2 separate regions of the Mus musculus genome follow, and region 2 is linked to region 1. The links are chromatin contacts, called in public HiChIP or PLAC-seq maps. All regions are on one chromosome and are shown on one strand. Each heading gives the region's core, a stretch centred on a gene start, on an enhancer-like site or on the middle of the called end of the contact. The rest is flanking DNA. Distances are from core to core; before and after follow the strand shown. Region 1 overlaps Map3k7 (mitogen-activated protein kinase kinase kinase 7). Region 2 overlaps Bach2 (BTB and CNC homology, basic leucine zipper transcription factor 2).

Region 1 (6,193 bases), core at 1,015-3,514:
AACATAGTTTGTGAAGACAGTAAACTAACTTCAAAATTTCAGTTTAATTGGTACTTTTTTCTTTCTTTTTGTTTTTGACACAGGTTTCTTTGTGTAGCCTTGGCTACCCTAGAACTCTCTTTGTAGACCAGTCTGCTCTTGATGTCATAGAGATCCGCCTGCCTCTGCCTCCTGAGTGCTGGGATTAAAGGGGTGTGGCACAACAACCTGCTTAATTTCAAACAACTTCATTTTCCAAGGTCTATGAGACCACCTTCCTTCCCTTCTGTTGTACTAAAACACAGAACAAGATCTTCCTTAGATACAGTGCTTGCGTGTGTGCTAAGACATCACAGTACTGTGCTCTCATGAGAAAACTATCCCTCCCTTTGCACAGGTATTTTTAATCCGCCATTATGATAAACTGAGCTATTTACACTGGAGTTTTAATAAACTAAAAGGATTTCAAATGTCTATGCATTTGAAATAAAGTCTCTCATGAGGTATGAAAAGTTGCCAAATAGATTTCTCACTTGGACACATATTCTGTGTTTTAAAAACCAGAGGCTGACACTCAGGAAATAACTCTAACAGCTGACAAAAGGGATCTCATCAACTTCCAAAGCTTCTTCACAGCAAAAGAACAGCTAAGCTGGGCGTGCTGGCCTTTATCCCAGCACGTGTGAGCAGAGACAGGCGATTAGCTGTGACTTTGAAGCCCACAGGGTCTACCATAGTAAGTTTTGAGGCCAGAAGTAATATACACACTGTGAGATCCTGCTCCTCCTACAAACCAACCAACCAACCAACCAACCAACCAACCAACCAACCAACCAACCACTAACAAGTTAAATACAGTCTATAGAGTGGGGGGAAAAGTCTTTCATGGCTGTGTATGTATATTTATAATAAAAATAAAAGAACAAAAATAAAACCCTGAAGAAAGCAAGCAGCCAATCAAATCAGTACGCAGACTAATGATTAGACAGTTCTCAAAAGATGTAATACAAGTGGCTAATAAACACAAGAGAAATGGCCTGGTCAAAACCAGCCCTGATTAGGTCCTAGGTCCTAGAGAGGAGTCTAATGTTATCTTGCTATATTAACATGTTATCAACCTGCTTCTAAATAGTGATATTTATTCCTATGGATTAGAGTGGCTTTCAACCCTGGCTAGAGAAGATTCTTTTTGAAGTTGTAGTATTTAACTCAGGGAGGGAGGGAGGGAGGGAGAGAGAGGTTAAAGTGTTAAGGATCAGTAACTGTGAGTGCTCAGTCCTAAGTGGGACAGCTGTATCAACAACCTAAGAAGGCTCAGGGAATATCACAGAAGAGGAGAAAAGAATCCAAGAACCAGAGGATCTCAGGAGGCGGTGAAATGCTGGCTGATGGACAGGGTCTAGGTATTCCACTCATCAATCCATTGCAGCTGTGGCTACCCACACAAGATCAGCCAATCAATAAACCAGCATAGAAGGCGAAGAGGCTCATGAGGCCCCACCCTTAGCTGAGCAAGTGATAGCTGCTGGAGGAAGGGGAGTTACAAGCATTTTCCTTGGAGGGGTGTGGCTGCTGCTAGGTTGCCCAAGCGTGGTGGCTGATCCAAACCCTAGGGTTTTGGGGAACAGTAACTGGATTCAGTGGGTCACAAAAAGAAGACAAAGGAGGAAGGGGCATTGGGGAATGGATCCAAAAGGAGTAGGATAATCATGTTGGGGATGTTCAAGATATATTGTATACATGCATGAAACTGTGGAAGAATAAAAGATACTCTTATGAGGAAAACATGGAAATTGCTCAACCTCACTAGCCACTGGGGAAAAATGCAAATTGGAACTTTGCTGTAATCTCACTTCAGCTGCCAGAAGAGTACCCTTATGTACACTGCTGGCAGAAATGTAAACTTGTCAGCCATTGTGAAATCACTACAGAAGATCCTCAAAACATTAAAAACACTAAAATAGGCCCCTGGATGTTTACCCAAAGGACTTCTGTTCGACAAGCGCATCACAGCAGTACTTCCACATCCATGTTTACTGCAGCGCTATACATAACAGCTGAGCTACAGAACTCACTGGGATGGCCAACAACAGAGGATAAAGAACATGCCACAGGTATACACAATAGAGTTTCCAGTGTGTCCTTTGTAGGAAAATGGATGCAACTGGAAACAAGTTAAACTGGTCTTAGAAAAGTATTTGTTTTCACTCCTTTGTGGTTCTTTAACTTTACAGATACATAGAATCACGTTTGTGTAAGACATCAAAGTAGAAGTGAAACTGTCTAAGAGGAACAATGAGGACTAAAGGAAGGAGGGTGGGTGAAAAGAGTGGTACGGGGTATGTTCATTATGCATGAGATACTTTTGTGAAAATGTCCTTTCACGACACAGTCATGTATCAGGAATACACACAATGGAGACTAAACGCAGATCTGAGACATATTTGGGAGGAGTTGGAGTAGGGTTCGAGATGGTCTAAATATACTGTATTCACGTATAAAACATTATTAATAAAAAGTAGAAAGTCAAGTAAAGATGCTGGTGGTCATTGTTAGCGATATGGGAATTGTAGTTACTGAAAAGGTCCAACAGGAACAATCATGATACAAAAATCACAGAGTGAAGTACAAGAACACATGCTTCCAACTGGAAAAATCTGACTATTTTTAATATACGTGTTTAGTATGTGGGAGGGAAAAACACACACAGGGTAAAGCACTTAGTCTCTGCCATAACACTCCAAGGGCATTTCGAAAGCTACTGCCAAGTGGTTGATTTTATAAACATGAAGATCTAAATAATGACATCATGCTTGTCTTTGTAAAGATTAATGCCTCAAGTCAATCCATTTTGTATTACAAGGAACTAGACTGGTCACCTGTGGAATCATCAGGGGTCCACGGGTGACTGCGAGCTGGCTTCTCTGAGGTTGGTCCTGAGGTAGTGATCATTCTGACACTAGGGCTGGATGACCGGCTGCTCACCTGTGAAGAAACGGTAGGAGGAAAAGCTGTCACTTTTTTCTTTTTTTAAAAAAGAATTACAAGACACATCTTCACATCCAATAAGAGGCAAACATTTTCAATTTTTACTAGTAGATGCCTAAGACTCTTGAAAGCAGCATTCTAAGTATATAGTCAGTGTATATCAAATTCACTATGCATTCATACATAGCATCTCTTCAAAACTTACAGAGAAATAAAGCCCACAAAACAAAAGCGGACGGGTAGCCCTTAAGCTGCCAATGCTAAGACTTTACAACCCTGGATCGTCTGTTATGTTGAGGAACTAGTAACAGAGCCACCAATTCTCTGTAGGATGAGAAGGCCTGCTTAATCCCCGCTCAAAGCCAAGGCTCGGGAATGCTTTGTTCTGTGGGAAAGAGAAAACTAGCAAAAAATGAAAAACCTTCCAATAAAAGCAGTTGGCAAGCCCAGCATGGTGGCAGACAGCTGTGATCAGCACTTGGAGGCAGAAGCAGGAGGAACATGAAAGTCCCTTGTACAGGGACACGAAATGAAGGAAGACAGAACTGAGCGACAGTATGAGAAATGAGACAGACGCATGTCCCATGTTTCACATGGTCAGATATGGTCAAATTCCAGAAAACAGACAAGCAAAAAATAGAAGTGGCCTCCCGAGGGAAATGGCAGCTACAGGTGAAGTGTCCCTAAGTCAACAGATCTGAAATTAGAAATGCTTTGAAACCTGAAACTTCCAGTGCTCACAAGATGCCACAAGTAGAAACTGTGTACCTAACAAACACCTCATGTGACTGAAGCCATCATTTAAGTGACCTGCAGGCGATGCATATTGTACAGAGAAAACAAATGCATGGCAAGTTCAGGCCTGGGCCTTATGAGCCAGGTGTCCCATCACATACATGTGTATATTTCAAAATCTGGAAGAAAAACCCTCAAAGCCAGAAACACAACCCATTTCATGCTTTTCAGAAGAAATATTCAACACGCACTCACAAACCATGAGCTTCAGCCACCACGGAAGCCAGAGAATGCTGGCAGAAGACTGCCCGCAGCCTGGAACAGTGAAGAATGTGCTCAGAACAGCATCTGAAATGATAAGCCTCACCTTACCTACCTCACAAACTCCTACAACAGGAATGTCTAAGCAGGAACTTTACTTAACAAGAATTTTTTTTTTTTCCTGGACCAAAGGGCTAAAATTCAGTTTCCTTGAAGAAAATCCTGATAAGAATGGGTACTAGTCTTCTCCATACTGAAAACAGTAGGTAAGAAGACAGTAATGAACTTACAAAACTACCAAACAACACAGAAATATAATCTACAGCATCATAAAACCAGGATAAGCAAGAACATTGCTTTTAAAATGCTTGGGTTTTTCAGGAAAAGCAGGCTTGGTACAAATGTTAAAATCTCCAAGGTATTTACTACAAGTGGCATGATCTAACTTTTCACCTAGAAAGGCAAAGGGGATGAGAAATGAGAAATGTACCTATTCCACCTCAGAGATGGTAAGAGGATAAAGAAGAGTCTAAAATAAAGATGGACTAGTTTACCAGGAAAAGGAACAAACGCAAACTACACCATTAAAGCACAAAATGCAACAAAGCACAACCCCCAACCCTGGGGTAGAGATGGCTTGGTGGTTAAAAGTGCTTCCTGTCTCTACAGGGCTGACTTTCCAGGGGGCTGAGGAGGTTCACAGCTCTGGCACCAGGGAATCTGATGTTCTATTCTGGCCTTTTTTGGGGACCACACACATGTAGCATGCATATGTGCACGTACACAGAGACAAACACATAACATAACATAACATCCAACAGTCAGGATGAATTAAATGTGATCCTAAGAGATGAATCTAATTTACATAAGTTAAAACAGGGGCTGGAAAGATGACGGGTTGTTAGGAGCACTCCCTGCTCTCCTACAGTGCCCAGGCCAGGTTCTCAGCTCCTACATCAGATGACTCCCATGTGCCTGAAACTCCAGCTCCAGGAGATCTGACACACCCAGCCTCCTCGGGCGCCTGCATACTCCTGCACATCCACACCTCCCATTAAAACAACAACAAAAATGTGAACAACTAGAAAAAAATGAAGTTAAATAGAAAAGATAAACCATGTAAAAAAGCACTCTAGGTTATGTTAATAGAATATTAATATTAAAAATATATTTTAAAACCAAACAAATTAAGAAGTACTGATGTGAGGTGTTCTACGACATGGAAAATCTGGGTGTTGTAAAAGGGAGAGGAGCCCTAACCCTGAAATCTAGCAGGAGCCTCTCACCAGCGGAGAAGCAGGCATTCAAGCAGTCAGCAATGGAAGGCCCTTCTCCCTTCCCTGCCCTAAGTGTCCTAGGCATTTTGCCTGAAACTTCACTTACAGAAAAAGATGTATACCAATTTCCTTCTACACACCAGGAGCTTGGGGTTCATCTAAGGCACCTCTAATTCTACTGTATAATCTTGCTTATCCAAAGAGAAACAAAGAAACAGAAAGGATTCCTTCCAACCCTGAGCTGTTAACTTGAGAGTAACCAAATGGTCCATAGGGCTAGTGCTAAGGCAACTGAAACTGTCCCTGGAGAAGCCCCAGGTACAGCTGAGGAGCTTACTCGGCAGCACTCTGAGAAGCTCGTGGGTTTTTTATTCTTGAGAGCTAGCACTACAAGTTTTCCAGCATCAAAACTCTAATTCCTGGTTTGGCCCACGCTGATGTCTCTAAAGTCTAGAGGAAATAATTCTTCAGGCTGCTGAAGGCAGCAGTGAGAACCGTGTCTCTGCCCACTCAGAGTCTCAGCTTCGGCCCCACCATTTATTAGTCCCACACCTTTAGGTAAGTTCCAAGACACAACAATCAAACAAGGGCACATTAAAGGCCTTGACCAAAGAACAATGCTCTTTAAGCTGTGGCTAGAAGCTGAGTGACACAGCTGAGTAAACACAGCTGAGATCACGCAGTGGTGCACAGCACCAACTGGTCCCTCCCTAGTTCAAAACCAGGTCTATAAGGCACCACAAGGATGTTTTCCAAGGAAAATTCCTTGAAATTTTGGTTATTTATACTCAGTTCCTACATAAACTTGGGCCTGATATGCTTTGTATTATTATCAAAGATTCCTTTACAAATTAACTTCTCAAAGACAGAGAAAAACTAGTATGAAAATCTAAAGTTCTCAAAAACAACATTAACTGTGCTCCTTAAAAGTATCTGAAAACATATAAGGCATA
Region 2 (6,193 bases), core at 1,200-3,699, 470 kb before region 1:
CTCCAGTCTCTGGCTTGCATACTCCAGATTTCTTCCTATTTTAAAGTCATACAAAGTCACATAAAGGGAAGGACTCAACTACTCATGAACCAAAGAGCCTTTTCTATCCGCTGTTTGCACACAAGGTGGATCCTTGTAGAATATGGTTTAGCTGTTCTATTTTGTCAATACCTTCCTTATTTCTGCATATGAAAGATGACTCTGACCCCGCCTGTTTATAAACACAGACTTACACCTCAAACTCAACAGCACTGGCTTTTAGAAGGTGACAGCGGCACAGGTCCTCAGCTGAGAGTTCAGAAGGCGGTTAGTGTGAGCAAGCTTAGTGGGGTGATGCCTTGGAATTGTGGGTACCCTGGGATCAACATGGCTGTGGAGTACCTGGAGTGGAGAGGAGATGATTTGAGGATTGCTGCTGATCTTTATTGCAAGATCAATAAGATCAATGAAGACCATCTAGCAAGTGCGTTTTTCCTGTGGTCCGATGACAGATTCCTCTTGACTAAATGGGAGTGGAAGGCATCAGAACCAAGTGCAACTCACAAAAATAAGCCAGTTGAGAGCTTCTTGGGAATGTCGAGGCAAATTTGTTCAGGAATCTCAGAAACAGTCCCCTAACCCCTTTGTTCCTCCCCGCCATGGTTTTCTAATCTGCTCAGAAAAAGACAATAAATAAATAAATACGTAAATAAGCATGCACTGTCAACATTGTCTAATACAATGTTTCAGAATTCCTCAGAATGTAAAAACAGGCTCACCTGCTTAAGAGAAAAATTGTATGTTTCTAAAGCAGATACTTTGAAAACCAAAAAGATTCCTTGGCCTCTTAAAAATCGAATCAAAGAGCACAGTCCACAAAATGCCCAACAATGCATCTTTTCAATAGGAATCAGGCTGGGTGAAAGGCATTCTTAGATTCTGCGCTTTTCCTGGTTACCTAGGCTGCAAAGGATTCTAAAAGAAACTCACTCCAGGAATTCCTGCTTAGAATGCCAGTCAAGGAGAAGTTCATAATCCTTTCAGAGTCTAAATCTATGTGTCTGTGAGGAGGGGGCCATATAGTGTTTTGAACAATAGGGAAAGATGAAACCAGACTTTCCTTACAAGGATGTGCTATGTGATGTGTTATACTCACCAAGACCAGGAGGAAAGAGCTCTTAGGTCTATGGCCGTGGCACTTTTCCTCACACTATAGTAATGTGGAGAAGGATGGTTTAATTAGAATAGGATGGAAATTGACATATAGAGAGGCATACCAAATTACCGACTGTATTAGTCTGACATTCTCAACCTATGTTTGATTACTTAAAATTGACCCAATCTGAAAGCTATCAAGATGTCTTCATCATTTGTACATGCTCACAGTTATTGCTTTTTTTTTTTTTAAAGGAAATGTGAAAAGCTCAAGCTTAAGACACCACTTTTAAGCACTCTCTCACATAGCTTGGACAAGATCCCTTGGTCTTTGCAGAATGATTACTGCTTAGTTAATGAACTCAGCACACTGAACATTTCCCAGCCACCTGAAACTTCCAAGTACTGTATGAGTTTTGGCCAATTAATTATCAATTACAACATCATAAAACATTAACACAAAAATCAGAATAATGAAATTTAATTATACATTATTCTTCTGCGTTGCTGCAAATACTATACAAGACTGATTCTGATTAATAATTCATTCAGCAATAAAGTATCAGGAAGATAATTATGCACTGCCACAATTCTCACACTGATTTCTATAATTACAGATTACAACAGTATTAGCAATTTAAAGGGTTAGAGAGCTGTGGTAATTTGCTATGTCATCCTCAGCTATATTAATGTCTCTCTTTGAATATGAAAGATAATTGAAAATATAATAATGGACCAAATCAGATGGCTTGTCCATGATCTCACCTAACACCTAACACATCTTCAGCCTGAGTACATTAGTAAAGTCAAGTCCTTGGTAATTAGCTTCTCTCTTTAGTTAAGCAGCTCCACTACTGACATCCAGTTTACAGCTAATCAAATGGACACAATACATAGGAGTCCATACCCGAATATGCAAACATGCATGTACACTACAATAAAGACTCGTGGATACAACCACATCTGGACTATAATGTACACTGTGTGACTATGAATCCAAATATATGTGTGTCATGTAACCAGCCTTGGGTAATTACAGTAAGCCAAGGACATATTCACTAGAAGTTGAAACTCTGATTTTTGCAGCACAGTTGAGCAAATGGTACACGAAGAGGTCAAAGTTTACCCAGCTAATGGCTCTGAGTGGTTTGAACACTGTGATAGACCAAACCACTCATGCCTTTGAGTTCCATTCCACACTGAGAAGGCAAAGACTCTGGCTGTAAATTGACAGAGCAGCGTAATGCCGTGTAAATTCACAGCAGCGTAAGAGAATTGTCACATGGATTTGTGTAAGAGAACCAAATGTACAGTTTCACTTCTTCAACTCCCTTTCTTCTTTGTTCTTTTTTCTTGATACTCTTAGTAGAGGTTTAGAATACATCTTGCTTTCTGGCTGTTCAGATAGTAAGGAAAAGCAGAAGGAAGACTCACTTTGACTAAAAGTGAGTATTTAAGCAGTATGTAAATGAGTCTCTTGTAGATCTGTATCTCATCTGGATGGGACCAGGGGCTCCTCATCTTATGCCAAGGGTATGGGTTCAAGATTTCACTACAGCAGGTGCAGCCCAATGGTAGAAGGGACTGCAGATGATCTGACTCAATCAACTTGCTTAAAGATTGTGGAAAGTTATACCCAAAGGTAGTAAGCAATGCCCACAAGATCACAGAGCCATTTGGTAACTACAAGAGGGGTGCACATGTGTCTGGCTTTAGCTTTCTACTATATTGCACGAGGGAAAAATACACCAAGAGGAAAGGTACGAATAAGCACGTGGAGACAGTTCTGCCCTGCACTTGAGCTTGGTAACTTCCACGTCATTTCTATAAGGGAGTTATGTACACAACCGGGTGTAGGTAGAGGTAGCCATTTTCTGACAATATCACAGAATGGTAGTTCTTCAGGTCTTCCTTAGGTGACAATAAAAATGGTTACTCTCTGGCATGCACATGATTATAAGACGGAGAACTGTTTTTAGTGGTGATGCAGAAGACTATCCTGTATGTCGCCACGCTAAGTATAAAGTTCCTCTGTCCTTTTAAAATTGTCTTTCAAATCCTCACCCCCAGTAAAAGGGGCCCTCTATAGATCATAAAGATCTACTGCTGGGTTCACCAGGGTGTCTCTAGCAAATGATGATGTTTCTGTTTCAAGGAGCAGATGTGAAAACCTGAAGAATGTGGGTAAAAAATGTCAAGTGGACTTTGGTGTCATATTTGCAAGGTCATGAGTGGTTTTGCCCTTTGATTTTTAGAAAAATTATTTAAGATTTCAAGTGTACGGGGCTGGAGAGATGGCTCAGTGGTTAAGAGCACTGACTGCTCTTGCAAAGGTCCTGAGTTCAATTCCCAGCGACCACATGGTGGCTCACAACCATCTGTAAGGAGATCTGATGTCCTCTTCTGGGGTGTCTGAGGACAGCTACAATGTATTTACATATAATAAATAAATAAATAAATAAACAAATATTTTTTATTAGTAATTTTCTTTATTTACATTTCAAATGTTATTCCCTTTCCTAGTTTTCCCTCTGAAAAATCCCCTATTCCCTCTCCTCTCCCCCTGCTCCCCTTAAAAAAAAGGTTTCAAGTTTATAAAAACACTCACATAATATTAAAGCTAACAACTACAAGTTGTTCCCTAATCTGAAAAAATGAAATCCTCAAACTCTAAAACATATTTAGTGCTGATATGTCACCACAAAAAGAAAACTGGATACCATGACACTTCGTTTCATGTATAAAATAATAATTATGATGAAGTGACTTTTGTCTATATATGTAAACTACGCATGTGCGAAAGTAACATTTATTTCCTTGTAGTAAATGTCTCCGAGGCTTACTGCCTCTGTCTGCTAACGTAGGCCTAGTCCTGGAAGCTTCTAGCATCCATAAAATCTTATCTAGGCTTAGAATAATTTCAGCCTATGAGAGTCACTGCTGAATAAGCTCACACTTCCTAGTTCTTTCTGAACTTTGGCTGGCTGGTTCAACTCAGCTGTTCTGGCTCAAAACTCGTCTCCAAGTTGACTGATTCAAACTGGCTTCTTTCACTTCTCACCGAATTGTTCTGACTGGCCTCAAACTATGGCAATATGTTCTCATCTTCTGACTCCTTCTGTCTTCACCTGTGCCTAGCTTGTTCTCTCCCTGCAACCATCTCTGTAAAACTCTGCTGGTAAACTGCCCCCTGTCCTACTCTTTCCATGCTGCCACTTAAAGTAGCTTCCCCTTCCTCTCTTTTCTCTTGAGACTTGGGTATATACTACCTCTGACTTATTCTGTCAAATCTTTCTCTGATTAGTCACTTTGTCTGCCGCTCAATTAGACATCACTTTCAAACATGGGCAGTTCCTTCTACAAACTAACTGTACCTTATTGTTTTGAATTAAAGGTGTGTGCTAAGTGCTGAGACATACCACAACTAGAAACAGATTTTTTTCATTAAACAACACAATCTTGGGGTTCACAGTATGATCAAATATCCTGAACCATGCAGGAAACAAATGAATTGTTACAGTGGAATCTCATATCTAACAGCTCACTAAGCATATGCAAATACTCCAAAATTAAAAATAAAGTCTGAAATACTCTGGTCTCTAGAATTTTGGATAAGGAACATCCAATCCATACATACTCTCTGTTTAGAATCTGCAGTTAACACACATTTCTTTACACATCTCTAGCATCCCATGTCCTCATCCATTATTTTTTCACTGCAGAGCAAAGCTGATTGCAGAAATGACCACACTCTTCCATAAATATTTCAGGAGGCATAATATGTACTAGAAATTAAGACTGATTGATGGATTTTTTTTCTTGAGACAACAACACATATAGCACATTTTATGAATCTTGAGTGGAAAAAGCCATTGAGTTTTGATAAATGAATATATGTGTGAAATCCACACCTTACCAAATCACAGAATATGACCACCACTCCTCAAGGATTCTCTGTGTCCCATCCCAGTTATTCCACCACCAATGTCAGCCACTGCTCTTAGCCTAACAGAGATTAATGTGACTGTAAGGGTTGAATTTCAACATGGCTACAGTAGCTAACTCCTTTTTCAATTCTGTCCGTTGAGATATACTCCTTGAGCACCCACAACATGCCACACACAGAGTAAGCTGGGGACAACATGATAATTATTTCATTAAATTAGAAAAACAACGCCGATGGTGGTGAGAACTATGAGATTAATTATACCTCATGGGTGACATGGATGCATAACCAATGGGAAGCCACACACCACACCCTGCACATGTTTTTAAACCTGCTGACCTGTCAATCAAAAACAAATGCACACTGCTGCCCAGGGAGAGATGGGGCCATGTAAGTTCCTCAGCATTAGCCGGAGAAACAAGGAGGCTTTTAAAAGCCCATCTTCACAACACTGCTTCTCTACAATGAAGAGAAACAGTTTCTGTGAAGCACCCCCTACTTTACAGAACCATAAATCATGATGGAGGCTCCCCAAGGAGAGGAGAAACTCATTTTCCCCCCTTTGAATTCAGCCATGGTATTAACACATTAGGCTCATGTTTTCCGCCAGCTGAATTACTGCCCAGGTAAGAAACCCCCTTCAGTGCACCTTCCCTTCAAAACCTCAATGACAGACAGCTTCCCTCCCCTGAATTGCTTTTGTTCAGGATATTTTACTGCAGCAACAGAATGGAAACCATGAGAAAGAACACAGAAACAAACCCACGTGGACACAGCCATCTCGTTCCCAACAAGGTGACAACACAGCATCCTGAAGAATGAGCATCTTCCTCAACGTGTGGACGTGAGCAGGTAGAAGACTGAAGCAACGGAAATCAGCTCAAAACAGTCCTAGCTAGAGACCTGAGATTTTACAACTTTTATAGGAAAACAGGGAAATACACTCGAGCTCACAGGCACAGGTAGTGATTATTGTTTTTTAAAATAGGCCGCCTGTAGCTCAGGAAATAAGGGCAAGAACTGGCAACTGGGATTGTATGATATTGAAAAGCTTCTGCACAACAAAGGAAACCATTAGCGGAGTGAAGCCATACCTTACAACAAATGGAGAAA

The links. HiChIP or PLAC-seq counts read pairs in DNA pulled down with a chosen protein or histone mark.
Region 2: a contact with region 1 is called in an H3K27ac HiChIP or PLAC-seq map of microglia, with 8 times the contacts expected there. The contact joins two enhancer-like sites. A contact is called at or near these places in 7 of 115 datasets of contacts at active chromatin or transcription factors (bone marrow-derived dendritic cells, cardiomyocytes, embryonic stem cells and 3 more) and 1 of 9 other capture datasets (embryonic stem cells).

Annotation. Positions count from the first base shown.
Region 1 is chr4:32,007,087-32,013,279 of GRCm38.p6, reverse strand. Map3k7 (mitogen-activated protein kinase kinase kinase 7) reads right to left here. Exons shown (of 16, transcript NM_172688.3): 13 at 2,859-2,964. Among named protein-coding and RNA genes, the nearest start is that of Map3k7, 46 kb to the right of the region's middle. Within about 2 kb of position 2,264, at least 41 of the 459 cell types and tissues checked have an H3K27ac peak or open chromatin away from gene starts, as enhancers often do. A contact at or near this core is called in microglia, where this site is marked.
Region 2 is chr4:32,473,062-32,479,254 of GRCm38.p6, reverse strand. All of the region lies in intron 1 of Bach2 (BTB and CNC homology, basic leucine zipper transcription factor 2), which reads right to left. Among named protein-coding and RNA genes, the nearest start is that of Bach2, 59 kb to the right of the region's middle. Within about 2 kb of position 2,449, at least 2 of the 459 cell types and tissues checked have an H3K27ac peak or open chromatin away from gene starts, as enhancers often do. A contact at or near this core is called in microglia, where this site is marked.